2 separate regions of the Zea mays genome follow, and region 2 is linked to region 1. The links are chromatin contacts, called in public Hi-C maps. All regions are on one chromosome and are shown on one strand. Each heading gives the region's core, a stretch centred on a gene start, on an enhancer-like site or on the middle of the called end of the contact. The rest is flanking DNA. Distances are from core to core; before and after follow the strand shown. Region 1 holds the start of LOC100283538 (cyclin delta-2). Region 2 holds the start of LOC100285525 (ZF-HD protein dimerisation region containing protein).

What was found. A called contact is a pair of places that touch in the nucleus more often than the background predicts.
Region 2: a contact with region 1 is called in a Hi-C map of leaf, with 7 times the contacts expected there. The contact joins the promoter of LOC100285525 here to the promoter of LOC100283538 in region 1. A contact is called at or near these places in 3 of 25 Hi-C or Micro-C datasets (leaf and tassel).

Annotation. Positions count from the first base shown.
Region 1 is chr7:133,213,845-133,220,897 of Zm-B73-REFERENCE-NAM-5.0, forward strand. It overlaps LOC100283538 (cyclin delta-2), which reads left to right and starts at 5,183. Exons shown (of 6, transcript NM_001156438.1): 1 at 5,183-5,657; 2 at 5,765-5,851; 3 at 6,009-6,107; 4 at 6,231-6,432; 5 at 6,561-6,676; 6 at 6,949-7,053. The coding sequence starts at 5,376.
Region 2 is chr7:133,397,460-133,404,196 of Zm-B73-REFERENCE-NAM-5.0, forward strand. LOC100285525 (ZF-HD protein dimerisation region containing protein) reads right to left here and starts at 1,425. Exons shown (of 1, transcript NM_001158416.2): 1 at 59-1,425. The coding sequence starts at 1,360. The coding sequence ends at 539.

The sequences.
Region 1 (7,053 bases), core at 3,933-6,432:
CAGTTTCGCCCTATTGACCCCCCTCTAGGCGACTATCAGTCACTTTATAGATCCTGAGTCTCATAGACAGCTTTATCTTCCTACGCACGTAATCTTAATGATACTCAGATTCTCTACACAGCCAAATTCTCCCCACAGCTAGATTCTCGAAAAAGGTGATCAGAAAAAAGCTAACCAAACAGCCCCTATGCTCGATCGAGCTCGAGCCTTGTTGCTACTGTACTGAACACAATATACAACAAAGTCGCCCGTCGGCCGGTAGGCATATACAAGTCTGTGCACGTCGATGCACCGTGCGCACGAGAGAGACCGCGTGCTCGATCTGTGCTCCTATATATTCTCCGTGTCAAGTGCTGCACGCGCGCTGTGGTGGATCGATGATAATTATTTGCAGGACCAACGGCGACGACTCAGTGTGACTAGATCGATCAGCTGACTGATCTACATCTACTACGAGTGATATGCTAATATGCTATGCTGACATGTGGATGTGGGCAATCCTTCTATATACCAAATATATATACTTTGCTCTCCGGTATTGCTCTCCGTTACTTTTTCTCCAAACACCACCTTAAGTTAGAACCCCGGAGGTTAGCTTAGCATGTGCATGTCTGCCCCTTCGCATCGTTTATACTAATTAACATTGTCCCACGACCAAATTAATCTGATACCATCGACGTCATCGTCGCACCAGTGGCTAATGCTGCTGAGTGTCTGATGCCAATGTTGACTTGCTGCAGCGACCTAAGAAAAGAAAGAACGGGAGCTCAAAAGCTCCAAACGCAACGACCAGACGCGCTCCATTTCCACGCTTGGACGGTAGTAGCACGTCTCGCCAACGCCAACCCCAACCCCAACCCAGTCGCTCGACCCGGCGCCACTGTTCCGTTTGAGGGTTGATTTGGTGACCCGGGATCCCGAGAGGATCGGAGGGGATTGAGGGGAAGATCTAACAAGGTGCCGACGATTCCGTCCGGGGACCGACGACGGTGCATTAACCTCGGGCCATGTGTGCGCGCGTGCCTCGGGGTCGGAGCTCGAAGCAGCAGCAGAGGCGCAGATCGGTCAAGTAGGTAAAAGCCAGCATGGTACTCCTAGTACTGCTAGTGGAGAGCCCTATCGTCCGCTGCTTGTTTATTTTTTGTTTTTGTTTTTACCGGCTTGTAATCTTCTCCTCTGACTTTTTGATGCTGCAGCGATGTGATGACAGACAGTGCTGAGCGGTACGTACGTACTACTACACTGGCAGTGAAGCATGGTGCCCGCCGTATGTAACGCATGGCCAGAGACGCGAGACGCGACATCGTCACGGCAACCGATGCGCTGGAACATGCGTAGTTGTACGTCTCATGCTTCCTACTATTTCAAATAGAAAAAAAAGGAACCGAACCATCCGGTAATTGGCATCTAGGCTAGCTAGCCTGTCAACCATCCAAAGGTTATCCCGTCACATGCTGCGTTGTACGTGCTGCAATGTGCATTGCGTAAGGCTATCCGCACTCATTCAACTCTAAATTTCTACCCTAAAAAGAATATTATATCCTTGTCAGCAAAATTCTTTACTCTATACCACAATTCTCCGCAGTCATATTTACTCCATATCTCAACTCTATACCAACTACTATATATTATATTATTTCTTTTTTCATTCTCTACCCTTTCCCACCCAACTACCAGTACAGACGGACTGCCGCACCTGCTGCCTTGCATGCCGCCAACGGAGAGGAGCTACGCCGAGAGGATAGCGCAGCCGCTGGTAGAACGCTACATTTGAAGTTTTGCCATGCCTCGGCGACGGTGCAGTTACGGATACAGTTGACCGCTGCAGTTGAAGAGTAAACGCTATCTCGATACAGTTTTGCGTGGAGCGCGCGACTGCGGGCAGCCTAAGCTACTTGTCGATGAACGTAGCGACCGCCGCGGATGCCCGGCAAGCGGAGTACTGCTGGATGCTATCTATCTGTGTGTTTGGTTGACTGCTGTTCGCATGCAGCTGCACCCGTGGGTCATTAAGGGCCTGTTTGACAACAAAGTTTTTAGATACTACAGTTTTGAAATACTATGGTTTACATTTGTTCATGGCAAAAATACTGTAGTTTTCAAAACCACATTAAAACCATAGTTTTCAAAAATACTAAGAACTGTTTGGCCATGGGCTGTCTCACGTACAATCGTATGCATCACATGGAGCGCTATGGCTACTAAGCCTTTGAAAACTGAAGTCCAAGTGGAGTTTTCAAAACTGTAAAAATACTACGGTTTTAGATAGACCATAGTATTCAAAACTGCGTTTTACCCGGTACAAGCAAACAGATTTTGGCTTCATATACCATAGTATCATCTAATACTATAGTATTCCATCAAAACTGTAAAAATACTAAGATTCCAAACAGGGCCTAAAGTGTTGTTTGTTTGGTTCTCTTCTTTATAGATGCAGGATCGTCAGATGCAGATATTGGCTTCCGGCCAGGCCCACGCCATACGCCCGCATCTCGCGTACGCGCGCGCCCCGGCTGGACACAGTCGGCCGCTACATGCAGCATGCAAAACGAGAATACATTTTTGGATTGTTTTTTTATTATATCTTTTAATTAAAAAGATTTGATCAACTAATTAATTTTATATTAGTGTTTTTAAGACTTTGGTGGACAAAACTAGGCCAATCATACTATATAATATTAGAGATTTATTTATACACTCACGTCTCAGTACAAACAACCAAATAAAGTCGGTGTCTAATCTGCACAAGCATGTACAAACAACCAAACAAAATCGCTTGCATGGACTCATCCTGATTCTAACGATACTGGCTAGACTCATACCGGGCTGGCTAGACTCATACCGCAACCAAACACATGGTATGTGAACGGGCGGGCAGGTGCATGCTAGTGCTAAGCACCGCACTTGCCCCATGCAAAGGAGCTCCACAGGACGCCGACTTTTGCAGCTCTGCCTCCACCGGACCTGCAGCGGCGGCAGGAGTCATGAAGCACACACTTGGCTCGCGCGCCACAGTTTCCATCTCGAGCTCGGTGCGCGAGTACATCGCATGTCCAAGCACGAGCCGTGGTCAGCAGCAATAGCACTGGAGGAGCAGCTAGCCTCTGCCGCGCGCGGCCCGTGACCGTGAGTGGGTGTCGCCGTCGTCCCGGTCCATGCACCACCGATAAACTGACGCGCCCCGGCAAAAGGGCAAAGGCGTTCCTTCGAACAGTCAAGAGCGGCCATTCCGAGAGCTCGGATCTCAACCACACACTGCCTGCCTGCCGTCGTCCGTCGCCATGGACCATTCTCGCGCGCCGAGGCCACCCCCACCCCACCTCCGCTTGCTGTCGTAGCTACTAGCGTGGTCACCCAACTCCGTCCGTCCGTCCATCGTCGTCGGATGATCGGACCAGGCGCGGCTCGTCCTGGGCTCCTGGCCTACGGTTACGTACGCCTCCTTGACCATACCAGAGAGCGAGCGAGAACCGGCCCGATCGAAACAACGCACGGTACGGGCGCACCGGTCGGTCGCTGACGCAGCCTCTCGCAGCGCAGATGGCGTGACCCTCTTCAATACGTACGCCCTACGCCGTGGCACTGGCACCTGGTCCATCGCTCCCTGGGCCACTGGGTACGCGACGGCTGGCACCTGCAGGCGGGCAAGCGCCGGGCCGACACCACCTCACGGGATATGCGCATGCGTGGCCCCATCTGTCGGCCGGTGGGCAGTGAACGGCTGCGGGTCGACCGACGGCGACGACCGGGCAGGGGGGGCTCAGCTGCAGTGGTGAAGTACTGTACTCAAGTGGGAGGTCTCGCGCGTCGCCGGAGCCCGACTGACCGAGCGGCCGAGCGAGCGAGTAGCGCGCCCATCCTGCCCCTAGCCGCGGAACGGGGGACAAAGCCACAAAGGCAAAGGCTGCGCATGTCGCGAGGGGGTGCCGGGTGGGACTTTGGGAGAGTGGGTGGACGCGCGAAATACTACGCCCCCCGAGCCAGCAGCGGGCGCGAGCACTGGAACGCACAGACCAGCAGTGCAAGTAGACTGATGATGATGCAGATGAGCTCTGCTCTGCACCGGTTCGCAGTGCGCGCGGGGGGCCGCGAACAGAACGACACGGAGATGCCGAGCGAGACGAAAGAAAGCTGGTCCACGCTCGTTATCACAAAACGTGAAGTCACCTACCACGTCGTCGGTGATGGTGAGGCCATGCTCGTTATCACAAGCGTGAACGCACCTGCCTGCACGCGCGCAGCTGCAGCGCGTCACGAGTGCATTCATTCCAAACCATTGGACTCACTCCCATGGGGTGGGACTTGTGACATCCCACCCGTATATATTCTTGTTAATAATTGAACAATGATATCACGATCCAGCGGCACTCGGTGTGGTACTGTTTTCCGCCCCTCTCCCTTTCCGAGCAAAGGATCCTTCTTCATTCTGTTGGACCGTCGACTGTACTAGTGTAAAAGTGTACTACGTTTGATTGGTGTTTAAAGAACTGTCGTTTAAAGACCAAAAAAATGTATTTAATTCTCTCTTTCTTATTCGTATCGATGTACATGTGTCTAGAGAGAATATGTCTTATATTGTGGGGATAAGAACAATAGGTGGTTACGTCTTATATTATAGGACGGATGGAGTAATATCTAAATGATAGGTGACGGACTGTTTGTCGTTTAACGCTTAATTAGAAGAAGACAAAACATGGCTACTGAGTATATGTTTGTTTGGTAAGGTTTCTCTTCGATTTCATCTTTAACTTTTTTACAGAAGCCCTACTAAATATTTTGTAGTGGGGGGGGGGGGGGGGGAATAGTTTTTCAACAAAAAAAAGAAAGAAAGAGTCCATGGAATGCCAAATATCCCCTTATCACGAGAGTGGCTGGGTCAAAAGCCAGAAAGAAAAATAAAAAACAAACACAAAGAGCCCTAAAAAACCATGTCATAAAAGCTCTAAAAAGTAGAGCGCCTCATCAAAGTACAGGCTAGAAAAGAAAAACTGAACGAAAGTGAGCAACCATTTTTCTAATCACACCCTCATCCTTCCTTCCCTTCCCGCTACCCTACCCGGCCCCTGTCTCAGGTTTCGCGTACTAATCGCGTCCTAGTCACTTCTTTCCGAAAATGCCCCTGCCTGTTCTGCACGCCGGTTCATACAAAAAGGGCCTCACGGCACACAGCATATTTGCTCTTGCTCACTCGCCCGGTCGCCCCTCCTCTTCCACTCCTCGCTCGCAGTCGCAGCAAGCCGGGAACAACACGAGCAGGGGGAGGGGAAGAAGAGGAGACCTACCATACCATAGATTCGGAGCCAGATACTCAATCAGTATCCTGTACCATTACCACCAGGCGCGCACCAGGTTACCAAAATCTCGTGTGGAGGGAAATGGCGCCCAGCAGCTACGAGGTGGCGGCTTCCATCCTCCTCTGCGCCGAGGACAGCAGCAGCATCCTGGACCTCGAAGCGGAGGCCGAGGAGGAAGCGCTACTGGCGCGGAGCGGGGAGCCCGGCGGCGGCGCGGAGTTCCCCGTGCCGTCCGAGGAATGCGTCGCCGGTTTCCTGGAGTCTGAGGCAGCGCACATGCCGCGGGAGGACTACGCCGAGAGGCTGCGCAGCGGGGGGATGGATCTCCGCGTCCGGACGGACGCCATCGACTGGATTTGGAAGGTGGGCGCTCGGCCGAAGCAGTCTCCCAAGTCTTGTTCCCAACCCATCCACATTCCACCCCTGTTGTTGTCGTGAATAATAATCTGACAGTTTTAGCCTCTCCACAGGTTCACACGTGCTACGGTTTCGGCCCTCTCACTGCCTGCTTGGCCGTCAACTACCTGGACCGCTTCCTCTCGCTCTACCAGCTTCCGGTAAGAATCATCAAAGCCTACGAAGTGATGATGAAGCGGCACTGTTTACTTCTTGGTTCTTGGAATGAAGATGGCCGGCGTTCGGAAACAAGAATCTGCACCATATGTTCCAGTGGTTCAGTGCCGGTAACCATGTGCCTCTCTCGCCATTTTTCAGGAAGGCAAGGCTTGGATGACACAGCTGCTGTCCGTGGCGTGCTTGTCCCTGGCCGCCAAGATGGAGGAGACCTACGTCCCTTCGTCCCTGGACCTGCAGGTGAGCTAGAGAGCAATAATGCAGACGCATAGTACTCCGCCACACGCGTTACAGACGTCCATCTGGCCGGCCCCTGCGACCTTGTTCCCGATCTCACTGTTGCTGGATCCTGTCGGGCAGCAGGCCGGGGACGCGCGGTACGTGTTCGAGGCGAAGACGATCCAGAGGATGGAGCTCCTGGTCCTCAGCACGCTCAAGTGGAGGATGCAAGCGGTCACCCCCTTGTCGTACGTCGACTACTTCCTCCACCGGCTCCGAGGCGGCGCCGCGCCGAGCAGACGCGCCGTCCTCCGATCCGCGGAGCTCATCCTGTGCATCGCCAGAGGTGAGCAACGACCAGGAAGTTCTCAGTTCTCACCCGGCGGGGGTTTTTTTTTTTTACTCATGCAAAACCACACCGGCGCATTCCGTTCCGATCGGTCTGACGGCGTTGCTGCTACGAACGCGTGGCAGGGACGCACTGCTTGGATTTCAGGCCCTCGGAGATCGCCTTGGCCGTCGCCGCCACCGTGGCCGGCGAAGAGCGCGCCGTGGACATCGACAGGGCCTTCACCCACCGTGTACATAAGGTATACGCGTGTACCTGCCTCAGCAGACGTTCTCGCTAGATTTGTCGTCGGATTCGATCGGCTAGCGTCTTTCATCAATGCAGCGCAATGCAGTCCGTTAGCGTTTACCGCATGCAATGCATCGAAGCCGTAGGTTTGCGGCCGTCCTTGACTTGCCTGTGCAGCAACTAGCCACTAGGGCACACCTGCCGAAGCGCGTGTGAGCCGCATTTACAACAGCCACGGCGATTTAATAATGCCTTGTTGCTTTGCGCTGCATACTGCGGCTGCAGGAGAGGGTGTCGCGATGCCTCGAAGCGATCCAGCAGGCCACCGCCACCATGGCCCTGCCGCAGCCGCTGAAAAGTGAAGGCCCGAGCAGCAGCGGCCGCAGGGCC
Region 2 (6,737 bases), core at 175-2,674, 180 kb after region 1:
GGCAGTGCACGAGCACGACATACACACAGAGAGAGAGAGAGAAGTGGCAGAATCCATGCAGCCCCAATCCCCAGATACACTTGTTGGCATCGCAACACCAAGTACATTTGCCATTGAAGAATTATTAACGCCAAGAACAACCAAGCAAACCGGCAAATGGCCCATGCCGCAGGAATTAATTAATAAACAACACCAGCAAGTACGGTTAAATGAGAAGTAAAAAAGAACGGCCTAATAAAGCCAAGCAAGAAAGATCGATCGAGCACCTCGCTACGAGTTACTTACTGCAACTAACCTACTCCGGCCGCCACGGCACGAAGGCGCCGGAGCCGAATGCTAACAAAGAGGATGCAGGTGTACCTACCCGTACCCGGAGGAGAGGCTGGCCACGGCCACCGTCGATCGATCTGCGACTGCGATCAACCGCTGTGTGTGTGTGTGTGATGCATGCGCGCGTGGGCGTGGCTCTTGCGTGTGTACAGTACACGCGTTGGGGTGGGGGTGTCATGGTGTGACGCTGCCTGCTGCTTAGCTACGCCTACGGCTTCTTGCCGAGGGTGTGCTTGTTGTTGTGCATCCACACCTTGAGCACGTGGCGCTTGACGCAGACCTCGTCGCAGAACTGCTGCACGGCGGCCTCGTCGTGCTTCTGGATGCGCCACCCCACGCGCTCCGCGAACGCCAGCATCCTGTCCTTCTGCTCCTGGGTGAACTTGGTGCGGAACCGCTTCTTGCCGGACCCGCCGGAGCCAGAGGGCCCGGCGCCGCCGCCCAGGCCCAGCGGGCCCAGCGCCGACACCGGCCCGGCGGCCGCCATCCCCCCGGAGAGGTAGTCGTCGCCGTCGTCGCGCCAGCTGTGGGACGTGGACGGCAGCGCCAGCGGCCGCGGCGTGTGGTGGCCCGCGGCGGCCATGTGGATCGGCTGCTGCTGCTGGTGATGGTGGTGGAAGTACGACCCGGCCGGGGTGCGGTAGTACGGGGAGAAGTGGTGGTGGTGCGGCGTGGCGGCGCCGCCTCCGTAGGCGACCAGCGCGGCGGGGGAGCCCTCCGGGGACTCCTTGCGGTGGAAGTTGCGGTGGCAGCCGCACGCGGCGCAGCGGAGCGCGTCGAGCGTGCCCTCCTCGCCGGCCGGCATGAACTCGCCGCACCCGTCCACGGCGTGGCCCCCGATGCCGACCGCGTGGTTCTTGAGGCACTCGCGGTACCGCCCGCCCGGGGCCTTGGCGCGCTCGCCGGGCGGCTTGGGCGGCGCCGGTGCACCAAACCCGCCGGCTGCCAGAGGCGGGGCGTCGTAGCTGGAGCTCACCGGCATCGGCGCCATCTCCTCCTCGTCGCCGTCGTCGTGGTCGTCGAAGTCCATCGCCGTCGATCGGCAGGTGTTTCTTGTGCCCCTGTGGCCTGTGTGTAGCTAAGCTAGTGTGCTCTGGAGTGGAGCTATGGCAGGCGAAGCTAAGAGGGGCTTAGCAGGGTTAAGAGCGGGATGAAGAGATAAGAGAGACGTGGGACTGGAGGGGGTGTGGGCTGCCTGCCAGTTTTGACGCGCGCCGCTGCGCTGCACCTGCAGGAAGGCTGCAAAGCCGCTGCCGTAGCTGCTGCTGTCTCTTGCGATGGTTTAACCCAACCCTGGCCTCTCTTTCGTCGATTCGACCACGGTGAGATTAGGTGAAGCTGTCTCTTGCGATGGTTTAACCCAACCCTGGCCTCTCTTTCGTCGATTCGACCACGGTGAGATTAGGTGTGAAGCTGCTCTTCCGCCGGTCGCGCTCATGCCTGTCCCTCTCCCTGCTGCTCTTTTCAAGTGGTTTGCCTCCAACGCCTTTTAAATTGCGGTTTAGAATATGTGATCGTGACACCCGGTCTTTCTTTTCTCTCGCGCCTTTTCGCTCGAATCTAGCTAGCTATGTGTGTGCCAACACTTCTCTGTCTTAACCAAGACAATTTGCGGTCAAATAAATCCACATGCTCTACTTCGGTGTCTGGATCATGGGCATACTTGACCTGCAACTGTACACAAATAATCGTATTTGGCTCCTTAGGCCCAGCTGCTAGCCGCTGCCGTCCGTGCAGGCATGCGCACAGAGCACGGAGGTGTAGCAACGTCATCAAACCCGTGCTGCTTCCAGATCGCGTCATCACAGTCACGGTACAAAATTGTGAGTGCCTTTCCGTTTGGTAAGTGGGCATCGATCGATTCCCGACTAGCTAAGCGCTTTTCATATTAGCTACGAACGATTCATGCGATATGATTGCGCCCCCCCCCCCCCCCCCCCCCCCCCCCCCCCCCATGCTCTCTGTGATCAGATCAAATATAGGCATCAAGTCGTGCTGATCGGCTGTGTTTCCAGTTGAAGTGATGTAAGCAGCATGCATTAGTCTTTTCCACTGCATCGCCCTGTGGGACATGTGACAGTACATCATATATAGTATTATATTGTCATGTATATAAAAGCAGCAGCCAAAGCTAGATTCAGTTACTAAAATAGAATACGTCGCCAGCGGAAGTGTTTATATACTACTATTACATACCACAGGAGTACTCTTTGCAGTGCAATATGGCTTTTTTTACGACTTGTGTCTGGCTTCGACTCCACCTGCTAGTACAAAAGTTCTTAAACCAACCTCAAGTCATTTCTAATTTATTTTCGATAAAGTGAATTAAAACATTTTTTCCCTCCGTCCTATATAGGATGTTTTAAAATCTCTTAAACCAACCTCAGCGGTGGATTCACGAGATCGAGTTTCGTAAGTACTGATGAAGAGAGATATAATAAAAGTTCTACAGAACTGATGAAATGAATTTTTAAGAGAATAAAACTTGCAATATTTTTACTACGTTGTAGTTTGAGAAATAGTAACATAAAACTTCCACTGAAATAAACTGGCAGTACCGAGTGCAATGAAGAGTCAAAAGACAAAAAAAAAAGAATCGTGGATATGCATCACTACTAAGTAACTAATATTATTCACTGCTAGCTGCTTTGTTCCTACAACCGACGGTTATAAAGTGAACCAGCAGTGACTAGCTTTATAATATTGATATTTTTTTTATTTTGAAGTTATTTTCGTACCGAAATTTTTGATTCATAAGATTATCGAGTTAATGTAACGGGCCCATATATATATTCTATAGTCACAAATAAGTGTGTAGTGTTAGTAAAAAAACTTGGATGGAAAAGTGACCAAAACAAAAACTATAAATCTTGAAAAGTTATAGATATAAGTTTTCTTTATTTTGAAATCATTTTAATTCCGAAATATTCGGTTCAGACGATTTATTGAGTTACCACATGAATATAATCCATATCCTCTATAAAGGACCGGTGACTCCACAAGTGAGTGTGTAGCGGTATTAAATGTTTTTGCATGCAGAAATGATTAAAAGAAAAGGTTTATGTAGTTGACAACATTCTCATTTATTATCTATCCAACAAAATTACATGTAAATTTGAATTTTCTCTCAGCTAAAATATATAAATTCTTCAAACCATAAAAGAATGATAGATCTCAAAAAAGTTATACAACTTTGTAGTACATACTTTCTTTTTATCTAAAACCATCTATGAGAGGAAAATGTATTTGGATTTTGTCTCAGCTAAAATAAATAAATTCTTCGAACGATCACAAATGAAGAAGTGATCCAAATAAAAGTTGTATGTCTCTAAAATATTTATAAATTTGTAGCTGACATTTTTCTCCATTTCAATTCGTTTAGGACACTAAGGATCAAAATGTTCATAGCCCTGGACTAGATGATTGGAGTGTGGAGACGTCCCACTCCCACGAAGTAGTCGGATGTACCTGCATGTTTTTTTTTTTTTGGCATGAGGTGAACGATGAATGAATATTGCAAAAGAGTCACGTAGGGTCAACTCTCCAGCAACCGGAACTGCGTAATGGACTCGAAATGACGGAGGGATAAAAACTGACTGACCACGCGACTGTGCAACCATTCACACAATGTTTTTTTTCCTATACTTTTTTTTTTTGACGGTCCCCGTCGCGCCCAGAGGTTGATCGGGTGCAAAAAGGCATCGGAAGTGGCAACAGATAGGCTAGTACTACCTCCCTGCTAGCCGTCTACCTACACTACACACACATGACCAGCCTACTATGTGCAGTGCCTGTTCGCAGGTCCATCCATCCATCTGGTCCCCCCCGCGCGGGCGCCCGCCCCGGGCAAAGTGACGCAAATCCTCTCGTGTCAACCGCAACCACGCCATGAAACTTTTACGTCGTCTGAACAACAACGCCTTGCATTGACGTCGCCGCCTAACAATGTATCCCAAGTCTTTTTGGCATGCATGTGTGTACTACATGTACATGGTGGACCATGGTGATCCACCACGCGTGGCGTGGCTAAGCGAAACCTGACCAGAGCGCTCTGCCCGGCCGCTTAACTGCAGGACGACCAGACGTCGACGGTCTCCAATCCCGGCCTGCTCGCCGCCCTAGCTAACTAATCGCCCGGCCGTCGTCGTCTAAGAATCCGGCGGCCGTTTTGTCCCATCGGGGCGCATGTCACCCGCCGCGACCTCCAAGGATAGGGGCCTAGGGGGGCCTCGGTGGCTCCGTCCGTCCCGCGGGCTTGGCCAGGTGGGTGGCGGCCTGAACACACGTGTTTAGGCCTGCGCGCTCGGGCCCTGCATGTCTCGCCACTTATGAACGAGCCAACGTCACTGTGCTGTGCTCCCGTTTCTGGAAACCACATACGTAGTACATGGGAGAACATATTCTTCTTCGGTCTTTAAAAGGGGAATACGTATATATTATTCAATTTAGATTAGACAAGATGCCGTTCGCCGTCCGAATTAAAAAAACAGACGTGTATGATTAAACAACTCACTTCTGATTCTGAAAATGGCAGCAATCGAGGATGTAGGAGTCCGTACACGGTAACGAGGAAAAGAGAAGTTAGTGGGGTGCTTATTAGCTAGCTACTAGCTAGGGTCTAGGGAGGAAAAGCCGACGGTGGTGTGGTGTCGTGTGGGCGATCGGGCGGAGCGGAATTACGGCCATGTCTTGACCTATTGCCTTATCCGGCCGGTGTGATAAGCTAGGCGGCTCAGAGCTTAAGCGCCACAGGCTGCTAATCCTTTTTCTTTCCCGGTCGCTCCGCCGGCGGTCTGCGTCGACCGAGAGCGCGGTGGTGCCGTGCGTGGTCCAGGACAGGAGTGGCGTGGAGCCGCCGGTTGCTTTCCGTGGGAGTTTGGATACGGCGGTCCGGTCCGCTCGGCCGTGCGCGTGATGCGGCACCGGAGATCCAGTCCGATATTATACCTCATGCCGTACGTGGACTTGTGTGTGTAGTCTGTAGTGTCCATCGCGCAGCTAGCCGGCGTCACGTCACTTACGTACGCGTTGTTTTTTGCAGCCCCCACGGAGCTGTTGTGTATGTAATATGTACGCAACGAAATCTATGTAGACCGGTCAGGCCTGCAGGTAATTAAAGGGCACGATCTCTCCCTCTATCTCTTCCACGGCCGGCAGCGGCAGCCAACAGGATCACACACACCATCACTCGTGCTCACGCATGGGCATATGGCCAGACGATTGTGCATGCAGCGGCACCGGCAGTGGCCATGCAGCAGAGCCTGAAAAGACGGGTCACGTTCTCGTGCATCGTATGCCATGCGACAAGGCACCGGAATGGTGCATGCATGCATGGAGACGGACCGAGGCAGCGGGCAGGTCAGGGTCAGGGCGCGGCCGGCCATGCGTTTGCACCCGTATGTCAGGTGGGCCGGGGGGGACAAGCGCGGAAGGGAACAAAAGCGCGGCACATACGCGCCCCTACCATTGGCGCCAACTCTCGTAATATTCGAACTGCATGCGCGCAGGCGGTGCTCACCGTCGCCGGGCCGCTGCGCCTGGCCGCCTGCCCAGCCGCCCGGCCGGCGGCAGTGCGTGCAGGGAGCCAGGGAGGGAGGAAGAGATCGATGATGGCGCCATGCATCCCCGGCACATGCGCTCATGCATGGAAAGCTCCATCATCGGCTGCCCGGGCCGCGGTGTGTGGCCCGGAGGCCGGAGCCGGAACAGCGGACGAACGTAAAAGCTGGCCGTCTCGTCTGGCCGGGTGCCGGCGGCCGAGCGGCCGGTGCGTGCATGTCTGCCTATGCATGTTGCGCCGCTGGACGGGGCCGGGGCGGTGTCTGTTCTGCAGATTCACGGCTCTGGCCTCCTGCCCTCTGTGGCTGGCAGGCTCTGGGCGTGCACTGGGCTCGAGCGAGGCAGAGGCGCAGCGCAGCGCAGAGCAGGCGGCCGTCAGATCGTCACATGATGCACCTGCCAGGAGGAGGAAGAGGAGGCCAGGCCGCGCCATGCCGCCTTGGCCGTATCTGCTGCTGCTTGCTAGTTGCTACAAAGGACGGGCCCACTGTGCCTGTCACCTGATATTTTACGGATCCTTCATCCTGTTTTATTATGCACGCACGTACACGGACGAACAGGGTTCTCTCTTCTGTGAGACTAAATACCCCCTCCGTGCAAATAAATAAACAAATAGGGGTATCACTTAACGAACAATCCTATCCAACTAAATATAAAAATATTAATTTCGCTAGATTACTCATATAATATATATTTCTAATACATTTATTTAGAGATAAAAATGTTGATAGTATCTATATTAAAAACTAAATAAGTTCAGGATTATTTAAAATTTTACGAAACTTAGACTTCCTTTTTTAAGATGAATGGAGCATAATATTACCGTTGCACTGGTTCTTCACTACCAT